2 separate regions of the Rattus norvegicus genome follow, and region 1 is linked to region 2. Evidence: chromatin contacts called from public Hi-C data. All regions are on one chromosome and are shown on one strand. Each heading gives the region's core, a stretch centred on a gene start, on an enhancer-like site or on the middle of the called end of the contact. The rest is flanking DNA. Distances are from core to core; before and after follow the strand shown. Region 1 holds the start of Tcf3 (transcription factor 3). Region 2 holds the start of Mob3a (MOB kinase activator 3A).

Region 1 (7,126 bases), core at 294-2,793, 270 kb before region 2:
TGTCTGATGCCCTCTTCTGACCCCCAGGGTATCCTGCATAAACACGGTACACAGGCCTGTCTCTACAACGCTCAGCAGAAGGATTTAGGGGATCCAGACCAGCCTCGGCTTTATGAGATGCTAGGTCAAAAACAAAATAAAAAACGCAACCCTCCACTAACCAGAGTCTGCCTCCCTCCTGGCTACATGAGCCCTATGCAGGAGACTCCCTCTCGGCTTTGATCTCAGATTTTCATGTATGCCCCAGGATGCCCTCTCTTGATCTAAACCAGGGGAGACCCTGGGCCCTGACGACTGCAGAAGTGGTGGCCCAGAGGCTCAGGGTGCTCCCATGGGTCCAACAGGCTGAGCTGCACCCCCAAGCTGCTGTGTTCCGGGCCACTAGGCCGTGACCTGACAGTTTAACAACAAGACCCAGCAGGCCAGGCCTCTGCCAGTTCAGCCTGGGGCAACCAGGGGCAACAAGGGAAAAGAGGCCTTCAGAATCTCACGGAGTGGCTGTCCCCAGAGCTGTATTTCCACAGGGTGGCTGGGGCTGTTTCAGTGTGAGCAAGCTTGTTTTTGGTAGAATTCTGTGGCCTGGGGCCTTTGTGGGGATGGGTAGAGGAGTTTAGACCGAAGTCAGCCTAGGAGCTTTTCCGGGTGCAATGGTACTTCTGGGGGTGGTGCCGAGATGTCAAGAAAACAGAGTTTAGGAAAACATGCTGGTTCTTGAAGGACAGGTCCACTGCCCCGCCCCCCAAGGGTGCCCACTGCACAGATAGGTGAACTGAGGGTCCTAGCTGTGGAGATGGCCACCAGGAGGCTCTGGTTTCTCCAGCTCATTACTGGGTGTTTCTGTGCTCTGTGACTGTTGTCAGCCAGCAACCTCTCTGGGCATTTACATAGCTGGAGAGGCCGGCTACCACAGAAGGGCAGGAACACAGCCACAGTGGGCCCCCGTATGCTAATGCAGCAGGCTGCTGAGCACTCAGACTGAGAGGAGGGGGTTGGTGGCTTCCTTCTTCTCTAAGGTCCCCAGCATGGGCCAGAGCAGCCTGGGACTTCATTCTTAGCACCTGTAACTCCGATGGTCACTTTCCTAACTCAAGGCCACCGGGACTGGTGGGGACTCACAGGCACATGAGGCTTCTACAGTGAACACGCCAGGGAGCGACTAGAACTCTGAACAGACGTTCCCCCTCTCTCTGGGCTTAGTTCTCCCCACACGAAGCTGCAGGTGGGACCCTTTCTTTGGTGGGCGTCACCAGGCCCATGGTAGGGGGCTCCATTCCCTTTGAGATTCCTCCTACTCTTGCGAGCTGGGGACTTTGCTCCTACTGGTAGACACCCCTGCTTCCGCTCTATCTTCAGCGTGGGAGCAGGGGTAGCACTGTGGGGCAGGGGCTGGCTCACCATACTGAAGTCCAGGAGGTCACTCAGTTCTTTGTCCGAGCCAACAGGTGCCATTCTCTGAGACTGGTTCATCATCCAGCCAGGGCAGCAGGTGTCGGAACTGGGGTGCGTTCCCCAGGCCTAGAGGCAGCCCTGTGTAGTGACACCAGGGGACTGGAGGGGAGAGACAGAGGGGACTAAGAGCATGGACAAGCGGGCATTAGAGGAGAGGCCCTGGGGTCTATGGGGCCCTGGAAGGAGGGCGGAGCCTGGGTTTTGGGGTGATCATCTGTAGATCCTTCTCAAGAGCAAATGGATAACTGGAACAGTGGAGAGAAGGGGTATGTGTATGAAGTCTCCCAATCAGGGGCCCACCCGGGTGTCAGGTTGCACATTTTAAAGCAGAGGTGGGGGGCGGTCTGTGGGCCCTGTCTAGGAGGGAAGGAATGGCCCAGCTCTGCCTTCTCCAAATGAACTTGGTGGAACCTTCCTATGCAGCAGCTGTCACAGAACACCCAAGACCCTGGCCACCCCCAAATTCAAAGCAAAACAGACTCTGAATTTCAAGACTCCAGTAGGTGGAAGAGGTGTTATCCCTGGGGCCACAACTTCTCTCTCTCTCACCCCTAAACCCAACCTCATTCAGAAAAGTTAAAAAAAAAAAAAAAAAAAAAAAAGCAAAACAAAACCAAGTGGGCTGTCTTATTGTCACGATGTATCCGGGAATTATTCAAGTCAAGTTTGAAAACATCCTTTTACCAACATCACCCTGGTGGGGAGGGGGAGGTCCCCAAGACTCGGGATTCCCCTCAAGTCCCAGGGGCTCTGCTCCACCAGCGGGGGAGGGGATCCACCTGCCAGGCCCAATTCCACCCACCCCAGGGAATAGTGAGAGGCCAACACATAGTTAGAAGGTTAACTTTTTTTCCAGTGTTCCCCAGAAAGGAGAGAGGGCAGCAGGGATCTGGGAACCCACAGGCTTGGGAAGAAGGTTCTGGTGCTGAGGGAAGACCCATGTCCAGAAGCTCAGGAACCACAACTCTTTTGTTTGTCAACTCAGACACAGGGTGTGAAACAGGCACCTAGAGCACCCCGCCCTCGCTGTTTCTTGTCTTTTTTTTTTTTTTTTCATCCTTTTTGGAGGACGTGTGAAACTGACTCTTTTTTTTTTTTCTTCTAAGTTGTACGAAACCACACTTCTTTTTGTGGGGTATTTGAAACCGATTTTTCTGGGTAACCCCAGGAGAGGTGAAACAGTGCTCCGAGTGGGGGCGGGTGCCACAAACACTTTGGGGAGGGGAGGGGAGGAATGGGACAACCTGAGACTTCTTGGATTGGGGGGTAGGGAGGCAGAATTGCAGACAACCCTTCCTTCTCCTCCCTCCCCCATTCCAGCAGCCAGTGCGGGAGGAAGAAGGCTGGAAGTTCTGAGGCCACCACCGTGTCCCAAACCTTGAGCTGTGCCGCGCCCCACATTAACACAGAGCAGATGTTCCCGTCTCGGGGTCCCTGTGTCTCCCCTCCTTCTCTGTACCCAGAGATCCCTTTCTTGTAGCAAACAAAGGCCTTGCTCTCTTTTCCTCCAAACTCCAGCTTAAATTGGGAGGGGGCACATCCTTAAGTGTGTATGTGTGGAGGGGGATGTTTCTTCCAAGATCTCCAGGAGTTGGAGAACCCCAAGTTAATGAGGTGAAGAGATTAGGCTCGTACTTCCTTCCAAACTCCAGCTCCGATGGAGGGTTGAAGATCCCCGCTGGCTGGGGGTGGATGGGAAAGGGACACCTCCCCAAATCCCCAACAAGAGTTAGGGAACCCTAGGTTGTGGAGTGCAGGATAATCCTCACCCTTCCAAACTCCACTATGATCAGGGTACATGGGTGGAGGTGGGTGGTAAGGGGACACCTCCCCTAAGATAACCACGAGTTGGGGAACCACTAGCTAATGGAATGAGGGGATGGCCCTCTCTCTTCCCTCCAAACTCCACCTCCGATCAGGACCCCGTCTCTGAGGTTAAATGGAAAGGGAACACCTCCCCGAAGATCCCCACGAGTTGGAGAAGCCCTTTCTGATGAAGTTGGGTGACCGTCCAAAGAGAGCCGTCACAAAAGAGGCCTGGGCAAAGTTTGCTCCCAAGTGCGCGCGTCCCCTCCACGTCACCCCCCTCTCCAGGCGCGCAAAGTTGAAGACAGAGAACAATGCGCCGCCGGGCCCGGGGCCCTGTGCAAGGGGGACGCGTGCACCCTCCCCGGGGGGCTCACCCCAGCCCCAGCCTCCCCACGGACCCGAGAGAGACCCGGAGGCAACTTTTTTTCTCATGCATTAAGCAGAGAAGGGGGGGTCCCCACCGCGCGCGCGTCCCCGTGAGCCCCACGCGCGCGCCCGGGTCCCCTCCGCGTGCGCTCACCTGCTGGGCGGGGGCATGCACCGGGTGCACCGCGGGTCCCTGCTGCCCACCGCCCTCGGGGACCCCGGGGACAAAAGGGTGGCGGGCGCGTCCCCGAGGGTCGCGCGTGGGCGGCAGGAGCGCGCAGGGCTCGGGGTCGCGCGTCCTTCCTCCTCCCCACTCGCGTTCGCGTCGCCTGGCCTCTCTCAAGCGTCTCTCAGAGGAGGCCCCGCGGGAAGGGACCGTAGCAGAGGCGGCGGCGCGCGGCGGTGGCCCGCGGTGGCCCGCTACGCCCGCAGCCGCCGGCGCTGCCTCATCTTCCTGCGGCGGGAGACATGTTCCGCCCCCCCACCCCGCCCCGCGCCGCCCGCGGAAGCCACGCCCCCAGGAGGCCACTCCCACCATCGCCGAAAGCCACCTCCCCTAAGTCGCTCCAGCCGCGCCCCGACCGGATGCACTCCACGGATCCCTCCACTACCCTTTTGGAGGCGACAGTAACATACACCACCTCACAACAGTCACTATTAAGACACCCACAAAGATTACCATGATACCAAGAATCAACCAGTATCTAATACTAAAGTACTTCCGGCAGACATATTATCTAGCAAGCCGAGGTAAAGCCTTAGGGACTATTTTCCTACGCGGCGGTATACACGTACTGAGAGAAGCTTCCGTGACGCCAGCGGGAAGAACCATAAGATTGAAAGATAAGGACCACTAAAATAACCAATGGGAAGACGGGAAGTTTTGATTGGCAGTACCTCTAACCACTCATTGTGAAGTATCGTCTGCATTCCCGCCCTACAGCAGAGGCGGGATTCTCAGAGCAAGAGGCCGCGAGAAACTCGACGGGAAGGCGGTGGGAGGGCGGGGTTTGAGATTTTATTTTCGGGTTCTTATGCCCGCCGGCGCCGCCACGTCAAGTGGGTTCTATTTGAGTTTCTAGGATGGGCCCTGGACATTATGTGTTCCGAGCGGGTAAATCAAAGTCAGGATGGGATATCAAATCCTTAATGAGAGGCTAGGAAACTATGGGTCATTCTCTTTAGTGCTGAAGGACCCCCCACATTAGTCAACTTTTCCGTCTTTTGCAAATAGATGTTCCGTGATCCGTATAATAAAAGATGCCGGGTTGTGGTGCCACAAGTCCTTAATCCCAGCACTAGGGAGACAGATGCAAGCAGATCTCTGTGAGTTCAAGGCCATCCCGGTCTACAAAGGATAAGCCAAGGCTATTCAAAAAGCACTGTCATAAAAACAAAAAAGAAAGGAAAAAGAGAGGAAGGAAGAAAAAAATATGAGGGTGGGAAGGGGACTGGGAGAAGAAGAGGGAGGGTTAACTGAGCTTGCGGTAATACATGAGAAAATAGATTTTTTTAAAAAAAATCATAATGAGGCCAGGTGTGGTAGCACACGCCTTTGATCCCAGCCCTTGGGAGGCAGGATTTCTGAGTTTGGGGCTAGCCTGGTGTATATAGCCAGTTGCAAGCCAATCAGCTAAGGCTGTACAGTGAGACCGTCTCTTCCAACTCTTCCCTGAGGGCTCTAGAGACAAGATGTCCCTGTGTCCTTCCTCTTAACCTCTGTTCTGAGTCTTCACAGCTCACTGGGGCTCACAGCCCACTGAAAACAACAGAAAACGGCATAGGAGAGAGGGTGTCCAGCTCAGGCGGCAAGGGAGTCCCTACCTCTTCCTACACCCCAGCAGCTGTCACATAGGAAGGGCCTGGTGTGGATCAGACCTCCTGCTTCTGATCTTTTGGGGGCTGGCAGGAGGAGAAAGTTGAGAAAAGGTCTTGTGTAGTCCAGGCTGGCCTCCAACTTCTTATGTAGCCAAGGTTGATCCTGAACACCTGTTGGCATCCCCCCACCCCAAACGTCCCAGCGAGTGCTAAGATAGTAGCCACCACACCTGGTTATGTGGTGGTGGGAGGGATCCCAGGGTTTCATAGATCATAACTAAGTTCTCTACCAACGCAACTCCCGTACCAGTCCTTTATCCTTGGAACTGGTCCCTACTTCCGGTCCTTTAGGCTTCCCCGTGTCTCAGAGCCTTTGGGCAGGTTCTTGGTACTTTCTGAGACTCCGTTTACCTGTAAGGGCAATGAGAGGGTATGGTCCTGGGCATACACAAGGCCCCCCACAAGTTTCGGCCTGGACGTCCTATGGCACTGTTGAAGAACTTGGGTATCTGCATTCAATCTCTGGTTCCATGAATTGAGTGTTTACCCGCCTGTGTGTGGATGCAGCATGCTGTTCGCTGGGCGACGTTTGCTACCCTTGTGGCTCTTAGCACCTCAAGGCTTGCCATCCAAGGTGAAAAGGCTCCCCAGAAACCCCTCCCTCATCTGCCCCAAATGCACTTCCAACCAGGAGCGTAATGTACTTTCGGGAAAGTGAGTCCATTGTACAGAGAAAGAGACTGAGGTTCTGAGGGTTTCCCAATCCACCCCACTCCCATCCCCGGGGGCCACACACCTGCAGGGAGGCTCTCTAGGCACTCACAAACCACCATTGTCTTCCCCCAGGAGGCCCATCTTGGGGCTGAGTCACCCGGTGGAACAGCGGATGGTGGGGAGTCCTCTCTCGGCTGTCACCTCTGCCCAGCCCTGAGGCTTGGGTGTGCCCTGGCAAGAGGACAAGCTGCCAGGGGCTGGAGCCAGGGCCCCTTCAGAGCAGCCCACGGCCTGCCCACCCCCGCCCTCCTGACTGTGCCCTTTGTTCTGCTGTGGGTGCTGGGGGAACCCGTCCACCTGCCACGGAATCTGTCTCTTTCAGCCATCTGAACTGTGTCCACAACCTGGAAGCCAATTTTGCCTGAGTATGAAGCAACAGGACCAAGGATGAATTCCCATCGGAGTGGAGGGTAGACAGAAGAGAAATAGGAGGGTAGACAGGTCCGTCATCACCACTACTAGGGAGACTGAGGCAGGAGGAGTGCAAGTTCAGGGGACCCGGGAAAACTTAATGTCTGAGAAGCTAAAAAGAAGGCTGGGGAAGAGGTCATGGGTGGAGCCCCACCTAGAATCCCTTAGTGAGGGGGCTGGGGACGTGGTCAGGGTGGAGCCCCACCTAGAATTCCCCAGTGAGGGGGCTGGGGGCGTGATCAGGGAGGAGCCCAGACTAGAATTCCCCCAGTGAGGGGCTGGGGGCGTGATCAGGGAGGAGCCCAGACTAGAATTCCCCCAGTGAGGGGCTGGGGGCGTGATCAGGGAGGAGCCCAGACTAGAATTCCCCCAGTGAGGGGCTGGGGGCGTGATCAGGGAGGAGCCCAGACTAGAATTCCCCCAGTGAGGGGCTGGGGGCGTGGTCACGGTGGAGCCCCACCTAGAATCCCCCAGTGAGGGGGGCTGGGAGCATGGTTAG
Region 2 (6,201 bases), core at 3,297-5,796:
CATGGCTCATGCTCCCACTGGAGAACGTGGGGCAGCTGCTGAGGATCACGTGGATGTGCAGGGGCTGTGCAAAACTGGCCCCGGCTCTCACCAGAGGCAAGACTCAGTAGAGTGTTGGCAAAGCGGGCCCTGAGCCTAGCGCAGACAGCACAGTGGAGCTGGCCCTGCTGCCCCTCTGCCAGGAGGTGGCACAGGCACAGAGGTGATGCCCACCTCACCCCTCACCACCTGTGGCAGGTGGGAAAGCTACTCACAGGGTTGTCAGCTCTGGAGAGCTGGCCCTGCCCCTCACCACTGCAGCACTCCAGAGAGTGGGTCCTGCCCCCTCCCCCTGACCTGGCCCTGCCCTCTACTGCCATGAGGTGGTGTGGGTGCAGGGGTGGGGAGGAGGAGCAGTGGGTTGGTGGAGCGCTGGCTCTGGGGTCATGAGAGCAGGATGACTAACCAACCCTGGACTGAGAGCACCTGGCGGACTGGGCCCTGCACCTTGCCTGCGAGGCACAGTGGAGCTGGGAAGCAGCCTAGTGGAGACCGCTTCCTCCGAGGCCCTTTGTTCCCTCCCTGGCAGCAACAAGGACAAACGCCACTGACCAAAGGACAAAGGCCACTGACCAAAGGACAAAGGCCACTGACCAACACATTGAATCTCTGGTGTCACACTTAAGAAATAACTGTTGCTGGGGTTGGAGAGACCAGTGACCATGAACACATGGCCTTCCTGCAAGGACTGGGCTTCGGGGTCAGTTCTCAGCCCCCACATGGCATGTCACAAGCCTCTGGAACTGCAGTCCCCTGGAGATCCGATGGCCTCCACACCAGTCATATACATATACACAGGCAAGCACTCCCACCCATAAGATAAAATAAGTACATCTCTGCTGGGGATTTAGCTCAGTGGTAGAGCACTTACCTAGGAAGCGCGAGGCCCTGGGTTCGGTCCCCAGCTCCGAAAAAAAAGAACCAAAAAAAAAAAGTACATCTCTGTTTCCACGGCCCTGTCTCAGCACTCACCCCACAGGCACACGGACGGGGTAAAGCGCTGCGGAGTGCGCGTGCACACACACACTGAACAAAGGCCTTAGGAGAAGGACCAGAAGGAGGAGGAGGAGGAGGAGGAGGAGGAAGAGGAGGAGGAGGAAGAAGAAGAAGAAGGAAGAAGAGGAAGAAGAAGAAGAAGAGGAAGAAGAAGAAGAAGAAGAAGAAGAAGAAGAAGAAGAAGAAGAAGAAGAAGAAGAAGAAAAGAAGCAGCAGCAGCAGCAGCAACAGCAGCAGCAGAAGAGGGGGCTGGAGAGATGGCTCAGTGGTTAAGAGCACTGACTACTCTTCCAGAGGTCCTGAGTTCAATTCCCAGCAACCACATGGTGGCTCACAACCATCTGTAATGGGATCTGATGCCCTCTTCTGGTGTATCTGAAGACAGCTACAGTGTACTTATATAGAATAAATGAATAAATCTTTAAAAAAGGGCTGGAGAGATGGCTCAGCGGCTAAGAGCACCCGACTACTCTTCCAGAGGTCCTGAGTTCAATTCCCAGCAACCACATGGTGGCTCACAACCATCTGTAAAGAGATCCGATGCCCTCTTCTGGTGTATCTGAAGACAGCTACAGTGTACTTATATATAATAAATGAATAAATCTTTAAAAAAAAAAATCTTTAAAAAAAAAAAAGAAGCAGAAGAAGGAGGAGAAGAAGAAGACGATGACGACGACAACACTGACAGCTGGGCAGTGGTGAAAAATCAAAAAAGTAAAAAGCAAAAAGAGGTGGTGCACCTGGGAGGTAGAGGCAGACAGATCTCTGTGAGCTTGAGTCTAGCCTGGTCTACGTAGCAAGCTCCAGCTCCAGGACAGTTGAGAGACCTTTCCTAAACCTCTCCCCCAAAAGAAGGGAAATAAGTTATGGTTTGAATATGCTTGGCCCAGGGAATGGCACTATTAGGAGGTGTGACCCTCCTAATTGGAGTGGGTGTGTCACTGTGGGCGTGGGCTATAAGACCCTCACCCTAGCTGCCTGGAAGCCAGTCTTCCACTAGCAGCCTCAGATGAAGCTGTAGAACTCTCAGCTCCTCCTGCACCAGGCCTGCCTGGATGCTGCCATGTTCCCACCTTGATGACAATGGACAGAACCTCTGAACTGTAAGTCAGCCCTGATTAAACGTTGTCATTTGTAAGACTTGCCTTGGTCATGGGGTCTGTTCACAGCAGTACAACACTAAGACAAATTTCCACATGTTTGCCTGATGGAATAAATGTCATGGAAGCCTCTAGAACTGTATGAGAGCCAAATTTTCTGGCAGCCTCATGAAAGAGCAGAAGTGCACAATGATACTCAGATCTTTGCTAACTTACGGTGTGTTTCTATCCGAGTGAGCCCAGTACAACTGGATCTATCCACCCCTGCAGGTCTAGTTCATGGGAGGCTGCAGCAGGAGAAGCTCTTGACACTGTCCTGGGCTGCTGAGAGAACGACACGCCAGCTGGGCGGTGTACACAGCATGATTCTGTCTAACACAAATGAAAAGCAAGAGCAGGAGCCAGAGCTGTGCATCCAAGCACTGCTGGGTTCAGGTCCCTGCACTCACCTGGCAGCTCACAAATACAAGTGGCAGGGAGCCCGACACCTGCCCTCTTCTGACTTTCTGAGGCTCCTGTAGGCAAGCGGCACACACACACACACACACACACACACACACACACACACACACACACACACACTAAAAACTACGTTTATTGGCTGGGGATTTAGCTCAGTGGTAGAGCGCTTGCCTAGGAAGCGCAAGGCCCTGGGTTCGGTCCCCAGCTCCGAAAAAAAGAACCAAAAAAAAAAAAAAAAAAAAAACTACGTTTATCCTAGGTTGAAAGGCATGCATCCCTAGAACCTGAAGAGCACCCCACCAGCCAGCCTCACAGCACCCTGCAGGGTGGTCCTGGTCTCAGGTGACACAAGTTGGGGAGAGGGGCTCTGCTCATTCCATGTCTCTGGTCCCAGACAGATAAAACTCAGTTCAAACATAGGTTTCTATTATTTCACTCCACCTTGAGGGAGTGCTTACCCCCCCCCCGCCCCCCATACTGGGGAGGAATCCAGGCCCATACATATGTTCTGCTGCTGAGCCCCTCACTGGGGCACTCTAGGCAGGGACTCCACCCTTGACCACACCGCCAGACCTTTGCTCTTTACACTGTAGCTGTTTTCATGCACATCAGAAGCGGGCATCAGATCCCATTACAGATGGTTGTGAGCCACCATGTGGTTGCTGGGATTTGAACTCGGGACCTCTGGGAGAGCAGTCAGTGCTCCTAACCACTGAGCCATCTTTCCAGCCCCCATTTGTTCTTGTTGAGGTGAGATTTCACTAAGTGTCCCAGGCTGCCCTTGAACTTAAATGGCACCGGAGTGGATCAAGATGGAGAAACAACAGACATCAAGAAGCCCAGGGGTGGGACTCTCCCCGCCTTGTCACCTCGGTAGTTCCGAGTACAGGAAAGGGGCGGTTAAAACCTGGTTTCCGGAAGTTCTCAGAGCTGTGTCTCAGGTTATCTGCTCCTGCCTTTGTCCACGGTTAAGTTTGTGGTCTCTAGCATCCTGCTGCTTGGAGCTCGCACCTCTCCGAAGCCCCATCACTTCCAGAGCTAGTCCTGCTTCCTCCATGCTTCCTCCATGCTGAAGGGAGTGCTGGGTGACCTGAGAGACCTTATTGTCCTCTGCAGGGAAAACACTGTCTGGTGTCCCCTGCTACTCCCACCCGCTCCTCCCTGAGCTCCCAACTCTCATAATCGTAGCAAATCAGAAGCCAAAGTTATGAGAATATAGGCGGGCTCTGGAATAAGCAAAAGGGACCTTTGTCCAGCCTTAACCACTACACCAACCTCTGCTTTGACCGTAGGTACTTATGGAGCCTAGGGAAGAGGTGGAGGGAGGAGGAGGGAAGGAAAAAAGCAAAGGTGCTGGTGCAGGCCTTTAATCTCAGCGTTCAGAAGGCAGAGACAGGCTGATCTATCTGAGTTCCAAGACAGTCTGGGCTAAATAAAAGAAAAAAAAAGAAAGAAAAAAAGAAGAAAGAAAGAAAGAAAAGAAAAAGAAACTGCGGCCAAAGTTCACTTTCTGTGATCCGTTTTTGAGTCTCCCCTATCTAACCTTTTCAATTACTTTTTTAGGGGAGGCCGGGGAGTGCTAAGGGGGCAGAAATGGGGATAGAACCCAGGGCTTTCTGTACACAAGGCAAATGCTTCACTCCGTAGCAACAGCCCAGACCCTCAATGAATTTTTATCAGAGACGTGATCGTTTCAAACAAATGAATCAGGCAGGAGATGGGATGGAGGATCCGATCCAGCAGCTGAAGGGTACCTTGTGCTATCAGGACCTCAAATATTAAACATGCTTGCAATCCATGAGGCTCCCTTTCTCCCTCCTTTTGACAGATCCCGGTTCCCAGCGCCCACTTTGGGCTCCGTCGCTGGACACTGTCATCCTGAGGGATGAAGTCCCGCCGCCCGCCTTGGCCCTCCGAGGACCCACCTGGCCGTCCGGATCCGACTCCCGCCTCGCCGAGTCTCCGGCCGCGCCCGCAGAGGGACACGCCTGCGGAGGGACACGCCGCACGCCCCGCCCAGGCCGCGCCCGCCAGCCGGATTTATTTCCCTTAAAGGGAAGGGGCCCGGATGGAGGCGTGGCGCCCGAGCTCCGAGGATTCCCGTATGAAAGGCGGGCACTGACGGTAGACCCCGCAGCACTCGGCGCCCCTGGAGACCAGAACGGACGCTGCTCAATGGCTGGAGTGCTGCGGTTGAGGGGCGGGACGAGCCCTCCCTCGATGGCTCCGGAACTAGCGCCAGTCCATGGCGCATGCGTGAGGTGCTGTGGATGGGGTGGAGCCTGGAGGCAGACTGGCGTTACCGGTTGCCAATTGTAACAGGAGTTGGGCCAAACCTGGGGAGGAGCCAGATTTAGGTGCAGAGCCAGACCAGGAACAGAAGTCGAGTGGGTGTGGTGACAGGCTAGCCAGGGGGCGGAGCCATCCGTGGGGCGGGACCAGGCCTGTAGGCGGAACAAGGCCTGAGACTGGAGTCTAATTGGGGCGGGGCTAGGCAGGGGCGGGACCAGAGTTGGAAGCAAGACCATGCCCTGAGCCGGGATGGCGCGGCCTGTCCACAGCGCGCGCCGTTGGTTGGTGCGGCGTGACGGGGCGTGGCGCGGGAGGCGCAGTCCGTTGGTGCGCGGCTGGAGGGCGCGGCGCTGGTGGCGCCAATGTTTGGGCACGGCCGGATGGGCCAGGCCATGGCCCTACTGCTGTTCCTGGGCATGACAGCGGCGCTGGCCTGGGGCTGCCTGCAGTGCGACCCCAACTTCTCGGAGAAGTTCTCCTTCTACCGTCACCACGTGAACCTCAAGTCCTGGTGGGTGGGTGACATCCCCGTGTCGGGGGTGTTGCTCTCCGAGTGGAGCCACAACACGATGAAGGAGCTCCATTTGGCCATCCCCGCCGAGATCAGTGAGCGGTAGAGCCCATCCCAGGGTCAGAAGAGCAGCAGGGGCCCGGGCAAAGCCACTCATTTGCTTCCTTTTCCTCCTGCCCTCAGCCCGGAAGAAGCTACATCAAGTAGCAGAAGCCGTGTATCAGAGGATGGACCAACTGTACCAGGGGAAGATGTACTTCCCAGGTAAAGAGTGAAATTGAGGTGGGGCCGGTGCGAGCTGCTAGGCACCTGAGTTTGACCACTCTGCTGTGTGACTCCACATCAGGATATTTCCCCAATGAGCTGCGGGCCATCTTCCGGGAGCAAGTGCGCCTCATCCAGAATGCCATCATAGAGAGTGAGCAGCGGGCTCCACAGAGGGGACAATGCTCGTGGCCGCTGGCACATCAGGGCCGGGGGCACGGAAAACAGGGCTCAGGAAGGAGTGGCTCTGCAGGAGGCCCTTTTGCATCAATGGTGGCCAGCTTGCCCATCACCCCCTTATTTCTGTCAGACTCGCCTCTGGTGGCACCTGGGAACATTGTAACCACCCTTCCCTCAGGTCAGCCCCATCTTTCACTGGGGCCTCCCTGTGGAACTCATGTATGTAGCACATGCCTGTAATCCCAGCACTCAGAAATGAGGGAAAAAGGCAAGAAGATTGCCACAAGTCACAAAGCAGCCTAGACTACTTTCTCTGTGCCAGGGTATCCTGGGCTACAAAAACAGAAGTGGGGCTGA

What was found. A called contact is a pair of places that touch in the nucleus more often than the background predicts.
Region 1: a Hi-C map of kidney shows a contact between it and region 2, with 2.9 times the contacts expected there. The contact joins the promoter of Tcf3 here to the promoter of Mob3a in region 2. A contact is called at or near these places in 4 of 12 Hi-C or Micro-C datasets (hepatocytes, kidney, liver and 1 more).

Annotation. Positions count from the first base shown.
Region 1 is chr7:9,925,668-9,932,793 of GRCr8, reverse strand. It overlaps Tcf3 (transcription factor 3), which reads right to left and starts at 1,543. Exons shown (of 18, transcript NM_001035237.1): 1 at 1,396-1,543. The coding sequence starts at 1,470.
Region 2 is chr7:9,659,646-9,665,846 of GRCr8, reverse strand. Mob3a (MOB kinase activator 3A) reads right to left here and starts at 4,546. Exons shown (of 4, transcript NM_001108734.2): 1 at 4,523-4,546. It overlaps Izumo4 (IZUMO family member 4), which reads left to right and starts at 4,718. Exons shown (of 7, transcript XM_063264492.1): 1 at 4,718-4,858; 2 at 5,584-5,664; 3 at 5,747-6,022. The coding sequence starts at 5,628. It overlaps LOC120093774 (a long non-coding RNA gene), which reads left to right. Exons shown (of 2, transcript XR_005487458.2): 2 at 1-2,173.